2 separate regions of the Muntiacus reevesi genome follow, and region 2 is linked to region 1. A link is a contact called in public Hi-C data. All regions are on one chromosome and are shown on one strand. The core of a region is the stretch at or near the end of the contact, and the rest is flanking DNA. Distances in the headings are between cores, read along the strand shown. Region 1 holds the start of MED14 (mediator complex subunit 14). Region 2 holds the start of USP9X (ubiquitin specific peptidase 9 X-linked).

Region 1 (2,699 bases), core at 143-2,642:
CTTCACAGCCTCATACCTACATACGAATGTACTTCAACTGAATACACTGGAGTCTACTAAAAGATAAAACTGAATCTAGCTGAAAACTAGTAAGTTTCACTTTCTCTGAACCTAAATTTCAAAAATGTGAAACAGTAATTCAATTATATATACCCCTAAATTTCATAGTTTCTTTTCTTCACACACCTGAAAATCATTACAGTGTATTCTGATCCTATTCTGAAGGGATTAACATCTAATCATATCCCAAGGCATTTTACTGGTAACTTGGTGATTTATAAACTCCCCTCATACCCCACGAGACAGTAACAACAGGCTAGTTACCAAAAAATCTTTACTTACACTACAAGTGTTAAGACTTCAAACAGTCCCTAACATTCCAGGAAAACAAACGTTGGGATCCAACATTTTACATTCTTTTACATACAATACATCTCCTGAGTTCAAACTTTGTCAGAAGCAATTACAACCTACATTTAAAATGTACCGTAAGAGGCTGTAACACAATTTGTCTTTGGGAATTTTTTTAAACGCCCGAATAATATATATTCCTAAACCCTAAACTCGGAGTCTGGGCTAAAAAGCTTCCAACCAACAAATCAATAAGGTTCAGCAGGCAAATCGAGCAAAAATTCCAAAGATGGGCTTTTCAGGGAAAGTCAAACAACGTGCATAATTCACAAGTCTCGATTGCTTCATCTCCAGGACCCCAAATGGAAAGCTCCTCCTCCACCTCCGCTGGGCCCCAAGAGTTCAGAAATTCTAGACTTAAGCAGCCCAGCGGAGAGGAGAAAGCCTCTTGGGGAGAAGGAGGTGCGAACCTCGCAGCCGGTTGGGCGGGAAGCGAGGGCTGGGGAGCAGGCGTGGATTTCGCGGCACTTACAGGTCCGTCAGCACCAAGAGCTCCGAGTAGGCCCGGTGCAGTAGAAATTCGATGAGGGTGCTCAGCCGGTAGCCAGGGGTAGCCGCGGCCGCAGCGGCCGCTGCCACGGCGGCTCCGGGAGGAGGAGGTGCCGGGGCTGACGCGGGGCCGCCGCTGCCGCTGCCTCCGGGCGGGACCAGCTGGTGGTTCTCCAGCTGCACTGGGGCCATGGCGGCACAGGGCCGGGCTTGGCGCAGCGGTACAAGATGCGGCCCTCAAACCTCCCTCCCGGGCGTTCAGTCACCGCGCCTAAGTGGGCGCGGGCGGAGTCGCCGCCGCCGCCTACTACTGCCGAGCCGCCTCAGAACAGGAAGCCTTACGCCGGCCGCAGAGGCCCGCCCCCATGTAGCGACGAGCCCGCCGGCTCCAGGGACTGGAGCGAGGGGCGGGGGGAGGGCGGGGAAGCCGGGCGGCAGCCGCAGAGAAGCAGCGCCCCAGCAACCGTTCAGAGGCCGCTCGGCCAGGCAGCCGCAGCGTCCATATTGACGGCCCAAAGCGGAAGTCGTTAGGAAGAACGGAAGGGGAACCAAAGGGGGACTTCCGACAGCAACCTGTGCCTTTTCTCCAGGCGGTCGGGCGGGGGGACGTTGGGGGGGAGGTGCGTGGGAGTGGGGCGGGGCCGGCGCGCGGGCGTGAAAAGCGGAAACGGGGGCTGCGAGCCGCCGGAAGTGAGTGTAAGGGCGGAGCCAGTGTTGTCATTGAGAACGTCAGCAGTTGCCTGGCCCTTGCCCTCGCCGCCCTCCAGAATTTAGAAAGATCCGATTTGTGCTGAGGTGTTCATCAGCGTTCCCCTGGTGGGTGCAACCCAGCCGGGGAGGACACCCCATCCCAGATGTTTGTGACCTGTGTTTCTGGACTCGAAAAGAAATTGTTACGGCTGAGCGCTTGTGACATCTCAGATCTTTGCACCTCCCACAGTCTGCCCATGCGCCTTTCGTGGGATAGGAGACGTTTCCGTCATTTTTTTTTAACTGTGGGAAAAGATGCGAGAAAATATTATTGAGGGTAGAAGAAGGGCCACTGGCAGAATAACTTCACTTGAATGGAGTCGGATATAGGCTGAGCTCCTTACCGACCCCCAAAACCTGGCAGTTCTACCGCAGAAACAGTCTAAATCCTCTACCACTGACTCTCCCATTTGGTTCTTGTCCCTGCTGTTGAAGTAGCCGCCCTGCCTTCCAAGGACTTTTCAGTTCGTTTTCTATGCCCTACTGCCACATTTTCCCGCTCAAAATGCACGCTTAATATTTTGCTTTCTGATTTAAAGCCATGATTCTCAACCTTGCCTGCACGTTGGAATCTGGGGGGAGATGCAGGAGTGGGTGGTTTTAAAATATACTTATGCTCCTCTCCCCATAGATTCGGCTTTAATTAGTCGGGGCTTCAGGATTTTTAAAAGCTTCCTAGGTGATTTTAATGTGCACTGTTTAAAAGCGTCAATTGCCACCACCCTTTTCAAATATCTTTTTGCAGAGTCTTATCTGTGACTCAGGAGTAAGAGATGCACTTGCCATTTCCTAAGGTTAAAATACTCTCATTCTTGTCCACTTGTGTAATTCTTAGTCATTCTTGAAGACAATTGACCTGTCTTCTGAGGGTGTAATCTTAATCACTTGCTCCCTCTTTTGTGATCCTAAAGCACATTTACACAAACAATAGCATCCTAGTACTCATTAAAAGGCAGTAGGATTACTTACAGCCCCCACAGGTACAGTTGCTGGAGGGTAGATACTCTCCCTAAGATCCATCCCTATGCTGCTACCTTAGGAAACAAATT
Region 2 (2,699 bases), core at 83-2,582, 340 kb after region 1:
CAGTTATTAGCCTATGAATTTTGTGTCTTGGACACTTTATTGGATGATTTTTATGGTGAAACTGTATAGTTTACTACTGTATACGGAAATAGTTAAAAGTTATTTTAATATAGGTCTTCATTGCTGGGCATGGGTTTTCTCTAGTAGCAGAAAACGGGGGCTACTCTCTAGTTGCCCTGCCTGGGCTTCTCACTGGGGTGACTTCTCTTGCTGTGGAGCACATGCTCTAGGGCACTCGGGCTCCGTAGTTGTGGCTCACGGATTAGCTGCCTCCCAGCATGCGGCATCTTCTCGGATCAGGGCTTGGACAGGTGTCCACTGCATTGGGAGACGGATTCTTAACCAACGGACCACCAGGGAAGCCCTGAAAATTTAACGTACTAATAACATTATGCTCTCCTAGTGTCATCCTAGTTTGAACTCCATCTTAACAAGCGTTTATTAAAAAGGAACTTAATTGTAGCCACTAAATCCAACCCTGTTCTACACAAAATGTAATTTTATTTTTTAGAGTTTTGCTCTAATTTTGCATACAATTTGGTGTCCACAGCGTTTTTTACATCCAAAGAGTATCTGTGCCTAAGTTAGGAGCTGCATTTCTTTTCTTCTGGGCATTCAAGACAGGCTGTATTTTCCTTGCACTCCATTTATTTGAGTTTAGCCTGATAGGCTTCACGTTGGACTATAAACAAAAGTATAAAATAATGCATGACATGGATGACATAGGTTCGTAAGGCCCTTCCGGGTTCTAACACTGAATTGTGCTGATGATTTGGTATGAGGCTAATCTTGGCACATTCGCTATGCCACCAGTGGCACCTAACAGTGTTCTCTTTGATGTTTCAAGCTCCAAAGGGTGGCAGGTCACGGTCAGGCTGTGAAGGAGCCCAAATGCTTTCTGGCACAGGTGCTGCAGGATCACCTGAATGAACTTCTCAGAGCACCTGCTTCTAAGATTGGGGAGAGGGCCCCCACTCCCAACTCCCCCCTGCCATCACAGGAGATAGCCACACCTTCTCCCTATCGGCAAGGAGCAGGTGGCTGGCCCTTGGCATCTCGCACCACGGCCCTCGCAAGGTACCCGCCCCGTGGGCCTGGCCGGCCCACACGTGTCGAGGGTCAGCTGTGCCACTGGGACCCCCCCCCCCAACCGCTGCGAGCGCGACCGCCCAGCGCGCGGTCTCTAGATCCGCCACCCCTCCCCCCACAATCCCGGAAAAGGGGGGGAGTGGTGACGTCATCATCCGGGCACTCGGCGGCGGGGCCTCGGTTCACAATGGAACAAAAACAAGCGGCCCAAGTCAAACTCTGAGCGACGCGACTGTGGCTTGCGCGGTTAACTCTGTCTTGTCCACGCACCCTGCCAATCCTGACATCCCAGTTCCTTCTCCGGCGTGCCAGAGCCTTTCGGGTCTCCCCGCCCCCGCTTCTGCTCGTTCTGCCCCTTCTACCCTCACACCGCCCCGGAGGCGAGGGGCATGGAACAGTTCCTGGCCGTAGTACAACCCTGGAGGGCCCGACCGAAATAAACGGTACTGTTTGAAAAATCTTGACCGCATTTTCCTCCCTTCCCCCAGCCCGGCTCCTCGAATTCCAAGCGTCTCTCGCCTGGCCCGACTTTTCCCGAGGCAGGAGCCATTCTTCCCCGACGGAAGACCGCCCCGGCTGGACGGGGGAGAAGGAGCCGCCGAGCGAGAAGGGGGGTGGGGTGAAGGAGGAGGAGGGCTCAGGGGCTGGCCCCGTGAGGGGTGGGGCTTGGCGAGGGCGGGGAACCTCGGGTCTGGGCGGTGCTGGGGCTTGCAGGAGTCTGCGCCGTCGCGCTGCTGCCTCCGCCGCCGCCGCCACTGCTGCTGCCACCGCTACCGCCGCCGCCACTGGCCGAGCGGTTTTTTTTTTTTTTTTTGGTTTGCCGGATCCGCCATATTGAAGAGGACGGGCATCCGCGGCTGCGGAAGCTAGTCTCCGCCGCCGCCGGAGCCGCAACCTCCCTGCACCCGGCCCGTCCGGGCCTCTGCTGCGCGGAGCCCCTCCCCGTATCGCTCAGCTCATAGGCCTCGCGGGAGGCGGTTGCTTCTGCGCCCGGTGCTTCGCTGGGCGCCGGGTGCTTGGAGCAAGCCGCAGCAGAGCGAGCAGGCCCGGAGCGGGGACAGAGGCGGCGACCAGTGGAAGGTGAAGCCTCCACTGCGGGAGGAGGAGCAGGAGGAGGTGACGCAGGAGAAACGCACCGCCCGGAGCCCGTCTGCGCTCAGAAAGAGCCTCAGCCCGAGGCGAGGAGGGGGAAGAGGCCCGCCGCCGGCTGAGGAGGAGGGGGAGGAGGAGGCGGCCGCGGCCACCTCTGCTGCAAGGCGGGCGCGGCGAGCAGCGAATTCCGGTGCCCCTGTGTAGTTCCCCGGTCCCTACGCCTACGGTCCTTCGACACACTTTGTCGCCCGTCACCCTTGGGCCTGGGATGCACCCAGGGTCGGCCTTGTCCCGGGACTGAGCCTTGATTGTCGCCTCCGCGTGTCTTGCTTCTTAAGAGAAGACGCCTGTGTCGTGCGGTGAGTAGCCAGCAGCGCCGGGACGACGCGCTTTTCCGGGGCCAACAGCTGGATCGAGGGGAGGGGAGGGGAGGGGAGGGGAGGAGGAGGGCGAGGGGGTGTGCGTGTGCGCGGTTTTTCTCGCCGCGGCCGCAGGCCGGGCCAGGGGCTTCCGGGTCC

The links. Hi-C and Micro-C count contacts between places; a contact is called where the count stands out from the background.
Region 2: a contact with region 1 is called in a Hi-C map of muscle, with 7 times the contacts expected there. The contact joins the promoter of USP9X here to the promoter of MED14 in region 1. A contact is called at or near these places in 2 of 3 Hi-C or Micro-C datasets (blood and muscle).

The regions. Positions count from the first base shown.
Region 1 is chrX:39,255,482-39,258,180 of mMunRee1.1, forward strand. MED14 (mediator complex subunit 14) reads right to left here and starts at 1,393. Exons shown (of 32, transcript XM_065915347.1): 1 at 884-1,393. The coding sequence starts at 1,092. LOC136154434 (putative uncharacterized protein MED14OS) reads left to right here and starts at 1,129. Exons shown (of 1, transcript XM_065916712.1): 1 at 1,129-1,431. The coding sequence starts at 1,129. The coding sequence ends at 1,431.
Region 2 is chrX:39,591,529-39,594,227 of mMunRee1.1, forward strand. USP9X (ubiquitin specific peptidase 9 X-linked) reads left to right here and starts at 1,333. Exons shown (of 45, transcript XM_065916535.1): 1 at 1,333-1,532.